3 separate regions of the Pan troglodytes genome follow, and all the other regions are linked to region 2. Evidence: chromatin contacts called from public Hi-C data. All regions are on one chromosome and are shown on one strand. The core of a region is the stretch at or near the end of the contact, and the rest is flanking DNA. Distances in the headings are between cores, read along the strand shown.

Region 1 (2,992 bases), core at 139-2,638, 450 kb after region 2:
ACTGCTAATACAATGGTGAACAAAATAGTGCTGCAGCTTCTCAAGCAAGGCAGGCAGGCCAGGTAGGGTGGCTCGTGTCTGTAATTCCAGAACTTTGGGACGTTGAAGCAGGAGGATCACTTGAGCCCAGAAGTTTGAAATCAGCCTGAGTAACATTGTGAGACCTCCTCTAAATTTTTTTTTTTTTTTTTAATTAGCTGGGCATGGTGCCGCCTGTACTTCCAGCTACTCCAGAGGCTGAGGTGGGAGAAGGATCGCTTGAGCCCAGGAGTCTGAACTTGCAGTGAGCTATGATCGCACCACTGCACTTCAACCTGGGTGACAGAGGGAGACCCTGTCTCAAAGAAATAAAGAAAGAAAAGAAAAAAAAAACAGGCAAACAAGCAATCATATAACAAAGTGTGGCTAATACTATCCTTTGGGAAATACAGAATACTTGATAGGACAGCCTGGTCTCCTTGGGGGAAAGGAACCTTTTAACTTAAGATCTGATGTACATCCTTTCCAGGGCCCAGCACAAAGTATGTGCTCAATGTGAAACATTACCCTGGGCAAAATCCTCAGGGCGTGCTGGAGAGGTCACTCGCTAAGGGGCAATTGTTAGTCAATTTAAGAGTGGTTGTGGTGAGCCAAGGGCCCAGGGCCTGAGCATTCCGAAAGCCAGCTAGCGTCAGGTGCAGCTGGTCACCTCCTTCAGCTCTTTCTGACACATTTGTGAAGTGGTAGGGAAAACAATAGACTTAGAACTCCTGTAGGGTTCAGTCCCAGGGTTCTGCCACTGATTACATTCGTGTGTTCTCACTTGTCCTTTTGTATAATGATGCCACCTTCCAGAGCAAAGGAATCTATGAAAGCCTGTTGCAAATGTAAGGACATGGAATCTATTTATCTAATCTATCGCCTGGCTGTCTCAACTTGCAGGGGAAGAAGAGGGCAGGGTAAACAATAAGTTTAGGAGAACTGGCAGGGGCACTGCCTTGTAGGGCCTGTGCCTCAAGCCTTTTGTTGTCTCGCATGATCTGGATTTGGCAAGGAGGGGGCAGCTTGAATTCCAGGCGGGCTAAAAGGCCTTGGCTGAGGTCTAACGGATTTCACAACACAGTATGGAAAGGCTTCCCACGAAGCGATCGGGGTGGGGGATGGGGAAAGCTGCAATTCTGCAAACTGGGAAAGGGTAGGAGGTGGGAGGTTCCCGAAAGCCAGGATGGAGTAGCGATTAAAACCCTTGATTACTGACACTACCCAGCACCCCCAACCGACCCCCTTCAAATCTCTGCCTTAACAACCGCAGCCTACAGGCAGTGTTATCACAAACTTGAACCGCAGGCCCTACCTATGAGCCCAGTCAGCCCTAAGGCAGCAGCCAGCCCCTGAGTGGCACGGGAGGAGCGGCCCCCACCTCCGGCAGCCGCGCATGCGCGCCGCTTACTCTGCGTTCCAACACCTCTAACACTCATCAACGGCGCCCCGATCCGCAGATTAAAGGAGCCTTCTCCCCTTTTACCCCCGGCTGTGCCCCATGCTCAATACACAGCAACTCCAGAGTCCATAGGCAGCTGTGCGGCGGTGGGGGCAGAAGGAAACGAGTCAAGAAGCTCGCGGGCCCGGCCCGAAACTACAACTCCCAGCAGACCCCGCGACGCCCCGCCTTCTTGTGGGCGGGTCGAGGGTACCCAGCAGCTTAAAGCGGCGAGATCGCGACGTGTGTGGAAGGCTGGGTGCGTGGTCTGCGCTCTGTGATCCGGCGCTGGGAGGGTGGAGAGAGCGGTGGCATCTTTCTGTCTTGCCTGTTGTACCTGAACTAGCAAACAGCACAGTTGAAATAACCTCTGAGCGCATTTAGAGGCGTCTCTCAGGTTCAGCAACTTGTTGCCCCTACTTCACAAATTCTGCATTGTTGGTTTAGCAAATGAGAACCTGAAAAATCGCCTGTATGTTAAATTTCTTCTTCTTTCTTTCTTTTTTCTTTTTTTTTTTTTTTTTGAGACGGAGTCTCACCCTGTTGCCCAGGCTGGAGTGCAGTGGCGCGATCTCGGCTCACCGCAACCTCTGCCTCCCAGGCTCAAGAGAGTCTCCTGCTTCAGCCTCCCATGTAGCTGGTATTTCAGGCGCGTGCCACTACCACCCAGCTAATTTTTGTATTTTTAGTAGAGACTGGGTTTCACCATGTCAGCAAGGCTGGTCTTGAACTCCTGACCTCAGATGATCCACCCACCTTGAGCTCCCAAAGTGCAGGGATTACAGGTGTGAGCCACCGCGCCCGGCTAAATTTCTGTGAAAATAAATTATTTTCCCTACCATGTCCAAGCAACCCTATTTTTTTTCCTAGTTTGCAGGTGTCAGTGGTTGATGTTTACTATCACTTATTTTCCCTAAAGATTCAACACACAAAAAAGAGGGGAGTCTGTTTAAAGAAATTCTGCAGTGAATCATCCTGAAAACGTAAAAACTTGTTTTGATAAGTTTTATACTTTAATTTTCTAACTTTTGTAATGAAGTGTCTTTAAAATGCAGCACACTTGAAATCCTTTTTTAAAGTGCAGAGTTAAGTGGTATCCTAATTTTTGAATAGGACGCAGAGAAGTTTAAAGAGGTTTAAGATCTACTCTTTGCTTCTTGCTAACGATGCAAAACGATGGTTCTTAGAGGGCACGAGGGATAGCTACCTTCTAGAATAGTGCTATTGGTCTGCACGACTGTAGTGGGTTTCTTGAACGGTGTAGTTTAGACTGTGATTTCTTACAGCCGCTAATGAACATCCTCCACATGCTAACGATGAACTCCTTTTGTTTTTGTTTGTTTGTTTTTTCCAAACAAATACAATTTAAGGGCCTCCATGGGAGTCATTTGGGAACTTAAATGCAGAATGGTTTAGAGTTGGATTTTTTCTTTGTTTTTGGAGTTAGCTTCAGCCTGCTGTTTTATGACCATGTGTGTGTTCACTCTCTTTAGTGTGGCATTTATGGATAACATGAAATTGGCGAACCTGGCC
Region 2 (2,897 bases), core at 36-2,535:
GATGGGTGAGTATCCCACCAAAGAACCTGGCTTCCACTCTGAGAGGAAAAAAAAATCTCCTTTTCTCATCAAGAGCATTCATATATTTACAGAAACTCTGCCAATAAATAGATACCTAATGGTTATTTATGGGACATAAACATTCCAAAGTGGTGAAAATGCATCTTATTCCTATGGTTTTTTTTTTCTTTTTTGTTCTAGCAGGGTCTCGCCATGTTGCCCAGGCTGGAGTGCAGTGGCTATTCACAGGTGTGTTCATCACGTACTACAGCCTAGAACTCCTGGGCTCAAGAGATCTTCCTGCCTTAGCCTTTTGAGTAGCTGGCACTACAGTTGTGCACCACGGTGCCCAGACTACTATGATTTTAAACACAGATAAAAATAATAAATCTATTACTATCTAAAAATTAAAATGCTGCTATGTTTTACGGCAATATTAACTTTGTAAATCCAAGATAAATAAAAATTCTAGTCGTAAAAAAAGGGATAAATTAGATTGCTACAAATAAATTACAACAAAAATTTCATTAGAAACTTAAAATTGCTATAACATGTTTACCCAGGGGGTGCTGAGGGAGCATGCATTCTTAGGAACTTTAATGAAAATCATGGATCCAAATGCAGACTACAGCTAAAAAACACTAACTGTCGGCTGGGCGTGGTGGCTCACGCCTATAATCTCAGCACTTTGGGAGGCCGAGGCGGGCGGATCACGAGATCAGGAGATAGAGACCATCCTGGCTAACACAGTGAAACCCCATCTCTACTACAAAAAGTTAGCCAGGCATGGTGGGTGTGCCTGTAATCCCAGCTACTTGGGAGGCTGAGGCAGGAGAATTGCTCGAACCCGGGAGGCAGAGGTTGCCGTGAGCCAAGATCGTGCCACTGCACTCCAGCCTGGGTGACAGAGCAAGACTCTGTCTCAAAAAAACAAAAATACAAAAAAAAAAACCCAAACACTAACTGTCCAGGGAAAGCTTAGCATGCCCTGAGTCCATCTATTTTTTTTTTTTTTAACTTTCTGACTCTTAGAAAAATTTTTGCACTAGAATAGACTTTAAAGGTCATTGAATTAGCCTTTCACTCTGTGCTCAATACTGCTTTACAACATCCCAGCTGCAAAAGTACCACCCAGCCTCTACACACATTCCTTCGTAGTCAGGGGGATCACGTCTTCTCCTGGGGTTAAGTCCATCTTGGTAGTGTTCCAGTTTTTAGGAAGTCTTCCTCACATTCTGTCTGATAGGCAGGAAAAGCCAGTGACTCCACTAGGTGGCCTTTCCCCTCCTAGGACTTAGCACAGTGCCTGGATTAGGACTGCATCTCAGCTGCATTTAACAGAAACCTATTATAGTGGCTTAAACAAGAAAGGGATTCATTCTTCTCACGTAACAGTAAGCCCAGAAGACAGCAAGCCCAACTGTGGAGAAATCAGGCAAGAATGCTTTCTGGGAACCAGGCTCCTTCTATCTTTTGGTTCTGCCATCTTTGGTCTGTGGTTCTGTTGGTGTTTGTAATATGTCTTTTGTTCTTTCGAGTAGGATCACATCTGCATTCCAGACAGGCCAGAGAAGGGGAAAACCAGGAAGATGGGTGGCACCTATATCGGGAAGGCGAAATTTTCTTGGAAATTGCCAGTATTCTTCAGCTTATATCTCATTGGGCAGAACTATGTCATACGGCCACTTCAAGCTTCAGGGAAGTATGGAAAGGTGAGTATTTTAGTAAGGCATTTTGCTAACCAGAATGATATCTGGGTTATATTCATGAAAAAGATGGGCAGAAGAGCAATAGCAGGGCAATCAGCACTCACTGCCACAGCCTGATAGTAATAGGTGATTAACATATGTTAACTGACTGATGAAACAGAAGTCTTTTTCCAACCATTAGAACCCTTTAGGGGCTCAGGACATGACTATAGACACCATTTCTTCTACAACATCCCTTTAGATATTTGAATATAGTAATCATTGCTTTTCCCTTTCTCTACCCCAAGATGTCTCTTTTCCCAGTAGATATCTTCTCTAGGCTTGTCTCTGAAAACACTCTCATTCGTTTATATTCCAGGTGTGGATTGACCTATAAAAAGTAATGCAGAGTAGGCAGGGCGCGGTGACTCATGCCTGTAATCCTAGCACTTTGGGAGGCTGAGGCGGGTGGATCATCTGAGGTCAGGAGTTTGAGATCAGCCTGGCCAACATGGTGAAAACCCGTCTCTACTAAAAATACAAAAAAATTAGCCGGGCGTGGTGGCAGGTGTCTGTAATCCCAGCTACTCGGGAGGCTGAGGCAGGAGAATCGCTAGAACCCAGGGGGCAGAGGTTGCAGTGAGCTGAGATGGTGCCACTGCACTCCAGCCTGGGTGACAGAGTGAGACTCCATCTCAAAAAAAAAAAAAAAAAAAAAAAAGGAATGCAGTCATTTCCTTTCTCCTGCTGTATATCACGTGGTCGCTATTATCAAATAGCTACCACAAAAGCACATATTGTGCCCAGACCTTGGTTTCCAAATACCAGTTTCCATTAAAAGGAACCAGGGCTTTGAAGACTTGGCTGATTACAGAGTTGAGACCAGGAAAGCATAAGATGAGCTTGGAACATCTGGTTGCGTCAGTGAACAAGGAAGTACTCAAAGAATGATGGGGACAGATCAAAAGTACAGGAGCCAGCTTGAATGGGCTCCTATTGGCTAAATCTGAGACAATGTGGGCATAAAAATAAATGAAGATAACAGAAAAAAGTAACAATCTGGGATTTGATATTTATTTATTTGATGAATAATCAATATTTATTCAACAAATAAATATGTATTTGATGACTAATTAAAACTTTATTTGACATATATATTATTTGATGAATAAATATTTATTTGATGAAAAACTAAGTGGGTGAGAAGAG
Region 3 (3,069 bases), core at 331-2,830, 260 kb after region 2:
TCTTGCTGACACATTGGGCCAATATGAAAAGGTGGGCCAATATCAAAAGGTCCTACAGATGCCAGTCACTTAGATTTGTATTCTCTAATCTTGTCCATGAAGTTTCTACACAGGATCAATTTCCTTATTAAATGTCACTGCTGTTATCACCAATGTTCTTGGGAAAATGGACTGAAACTGCTGACAGAAGCACAGAGGAGACCCCAAAGAGCCTCTAAAGAATCATAGTGGGTGGGGCACAATGGCTCATGCCTGTAATCACAGCACTTTGGGAGGCAGGCTCACGCCTGTAATCACAGCACTTTGGGAGGCAGAAGCGGGCAGATCACCTGAGATCAGGAGTTCAAGACCAGCCTGGTCAACATGGCGAAACCCCATCTCTACTAAACGTATAAAAATTCGCTGGGCATGGTGGCAGATGCTTGTAATCCCAGCTACTCGGAAGGCTGAGGCAGGAGAATCACTTGAACCTGGGAGGTGGAGGTTGCAGTGAGCCGAGATCATGCCATTGCACTCTAGCTTGGGCAACCAAGAGTGAAACTCCGCCTCAAAAAAACAAAACAAGAAAGAAAAGAAAAGAAAAGAAAAGAAAAGAAAAGAAAAAAAAGAATCACGGTGATTCTATGTTTCTTGCATAGAACCTCTGGGGTCCCAAGTGGCCATGGAGGCCACAGTTCTACTTCCGGCCCTAGCCCCGCCCCTACCCGCCTACCCACCATCGCAATGCATGATGGGCCACCACTTCACTTGGGCCACATCCACGGGACCCGAAGCTTCTTCCAGGTGGTGTGTGGCTGCCCCGAATGCGCTTTGAGAACATCCATTCCTTCCCCAATTTATATTGGGGGAATCAATAGTTTTTGTGCCTATCACCTCGTGTAATCACAAAGATTTGTGCATAAAAGTTATGCCAGGCCGTGCACGGTGGCTCAAGCCTGTAATCCCAGCACTTTGGGAGGCCTAGGCGAGTTGGATCACCTGGGATCAGGAGTTCCAGAGCAGTCTGACCAATATGGAGAAACCCCGTCTCTACTAAAAATATAAAAATTAGCCAGGTGTGGTGATGTGCACCTGTAGTCTCAGCTACTCTGGAGGCTGAGACAGGAGAATTGCTTGAACCCAGGAGGCGGAGGTTGCAGTGAGCCAAAAGCGCGCCACTGTACTCTAGCCTGGGCGACAGAACGAGACTCTGTCTCAAAAATAAATAAATAAAAATAAAAAAGTTATCCCATTTCAGGGTAAGGGGATCACTGTATTTATTCCTATTTTTAAGTCCAGTGGAAGTTAGGAATGAAATTGCCCAATGTGAGCCATGCCTTTTTAGTCTCGTAATTTGTTTCTCCCTGGAAGTCCTTAGCAACAGGCAGGAGACAGCAAAGTTCCCAGTGCACTGTGCTGAGTGGCAGAGGGTAGACCTGGCTCCATAGGAAGTCTGTCAGCCACAGACTGAACAGCTCCGTGGCTTTTGACCATATTTGCAGTGTCTCCCAGAGTTGTGAGCAGAAGCAGAGAGAGGATGCTGTGCACCAAGCGCTTGTAGGATCAGGCTTGCCCTGGCAGTCAGGCCATGGCTCTGGTGTCCAGATAATGGAGGGCAGGCCTCTCTGCTGTTGTAGCCGGGCTAAGCAAGTATGTTAATCTTCCTTTGTCACTAGGTGGCAGAATATAATTAAGATGTCAGAATTTCTTCCATAACATTGGAAGGCGTTTCTAGTTCCTTCTTAATGACCTCCTTCATTACTTTGCAGTATTTGCTAATGCCATTTAGGACTGAGGCAATGAAATAAAATTTCCTTCTGCAAACATTTTCTATATTTATCCAGGATTCTACTTTTTTCATTTAACTGGCTTGCCTCTTAGGGAGAAGCATCCTTAACATAAAGTACATTCTCTTCCTAATGGCTACTGTTTGGACAATCCAAACTTCTTATTTTTATATATTATTTTGTTACTCTTTGTGGGGTAGAAATAAATACTCTCCTGTCACATGTAAAATTTCAAATAGGTTTATTATAATGCATAATGTGATAATCCATTTTATAAATTAAAAATACATGAGTCCACATTGATAATAAACAGCTTTATTGATTTTCCTAACTATAAAGGCAATAGACGCTCATTTAAAAAATTCTGAAAATACAGAAAAGTATAAAAAAGAAAAAATAATAACCAGTAATCCCACTATTCAAAGAGACCAAGCAGAAGGATGATAGAGTACCCCTGAATAATTGATCTTATCAAGTTGATGAAGCAAAATTCTAAAAAAAACACATGGGTAAATATATGCCTCATAAAATATAATCCTGGGCTACCTGAAGGCCTGGGTCAGCACTTAACGCTTTTTTTTTTTTTTTTTTTTTCAGATGGAGTCTCACTCTGTTGCCCAGGCTGGAGTGCAGTGGTATGATCTTGGCCCACTGCAACCTCTGCCTCCCGGGTTCAAGCGATTCTCCTGCCTCAGCCTCCCGAGTAGCTGGGATTACAGGCATGAGCCACCACACCCAGCTAATTTTTGTATTTTTAGTAGAGACAGAGTTTCACCACGTTGGCCAGGCTGGTCTCAAACTCCTGACCTCAGGTGATCTGCCCACCTCGGCCTCCCAAAGTGCTGGGATTATAGGCGTGAGCCACTGGGCCCCGCGAAAACTATTTTTTATTGACATTTTATTATGAAAAATGTAAAGCATATACAAAAAAGTAGGAAGAACTTTATAACAAACCTGATGTATCCACACCCAGCTTCAAAAATCATCAATACATGGCGAATCTTGTTTCATCAATGCATGCTGACTTTTCTCCTCTCTAGTCTAGATGATGTTGATGATGATGATGATTACTGTTATTATTTGAGATAGGGTCTCACTCTGTCTCCCAGGCTGGAGTGCAGTGGTACGATCATGGCTTGCTGCAGCCTCGACCTCACCAGGCTCAAGCCATCCTCCCACCTCAGCCTCCTGAGTAGTGGGACTACAGGCAGATGCCACTACACTTGGCTCATTTTTAAATTTTTCCTAGAGACAGGCTCTCACAGCGTTTCCCTGGTCTGGCCTCAAGCAATCCTCTCTCCTT

What was found. A called contact is a pair of places that touch in the nucleus more often than the background predicts.
Region 1: a contact with region 2 is called in a Hi-C map of stem cell-derived neural progenitor cells, with 2.4 times the contacts expected there. The contact joins two enhancer-like sites. A contact is called at or near these places in 1 of 7 Hi-C or Micro-C datasets (stem cell-derived neural progenitor cells) and 1 of 1 datasets of contacts at active chromatin or transcription factors (stem cell-derived excitatory neurons).
Region 3: a contact with region 2 is called in a Hi-C map of stem cell-derived neural progenitor cells, with 6 times the contacts expected there. The contact joins two enhancer-like sites. A contact is called at or near these places in 5 of 7 Hi-C or Micro-C datasets (blood, induced pluripotent stem cells, a lymphoblastoid cell line and 1 more) and 1 of 1 other capture datasets (stem cell-derived neural stem cells).

What each region holds. Positions count from the first base shown.
Region 1 is chr11:33,466,128-33,469,119 of NHGRI_mPanTro3-v2.0_pri, forward strand. No RefSeq gene overlaps it. Among named protein-coding and RNA genes, the nearest start is that of ABCA1, 40 kb to the right of the region's middle. Within about 2 kb of position 1,389, at least 23 of the 24 cell types and tissues checked have an H3K27ac peak or open chromatin away from gene starts, as enhancers often do. A contact at or near this core is called in stem cell-derived neural progenitor cells, where this site is marked.
Region 2 is chr11:33,013,931-33,016,827 of NHGRI_mPanTro3-v2.0_pri, forward strand. The region is part of intron 15 of SLC44A1 (solute carrier family 44 member 1); the gene reads right to left. Among named protein-coding and RNA genes, the nearest start is that of FSD1L, 29 kb to the left of the region's middle. Within about 2 kb of position 1,286, at least 7 of the 24 cell types and tissues checked have an H3K27ac peak or open chromatin away from gene starts, as enhancers often do. A contact at or near this core is called in stem cell-derived neural progenitor cells, where this site is marked.
Region 3 is chr11:33,271,116-33,274,184 of NHGRI_mPanTro3-v2.0_pri, forward strand. No RefSeq gene overlaps it. Among named protein-coding and RNA genes, the nearest start is that of SLC44A1, 87 kb to the left of the region's middle. Within about 2 kb of position 1,581, at least 12 of the 24 cell types and tissues checked have an H3K27ac peak or open chromatin away from gene starts, as enhancers often do. A contact at or near this core is called in stem cell-derived neural progenitor cells, where this site is marked.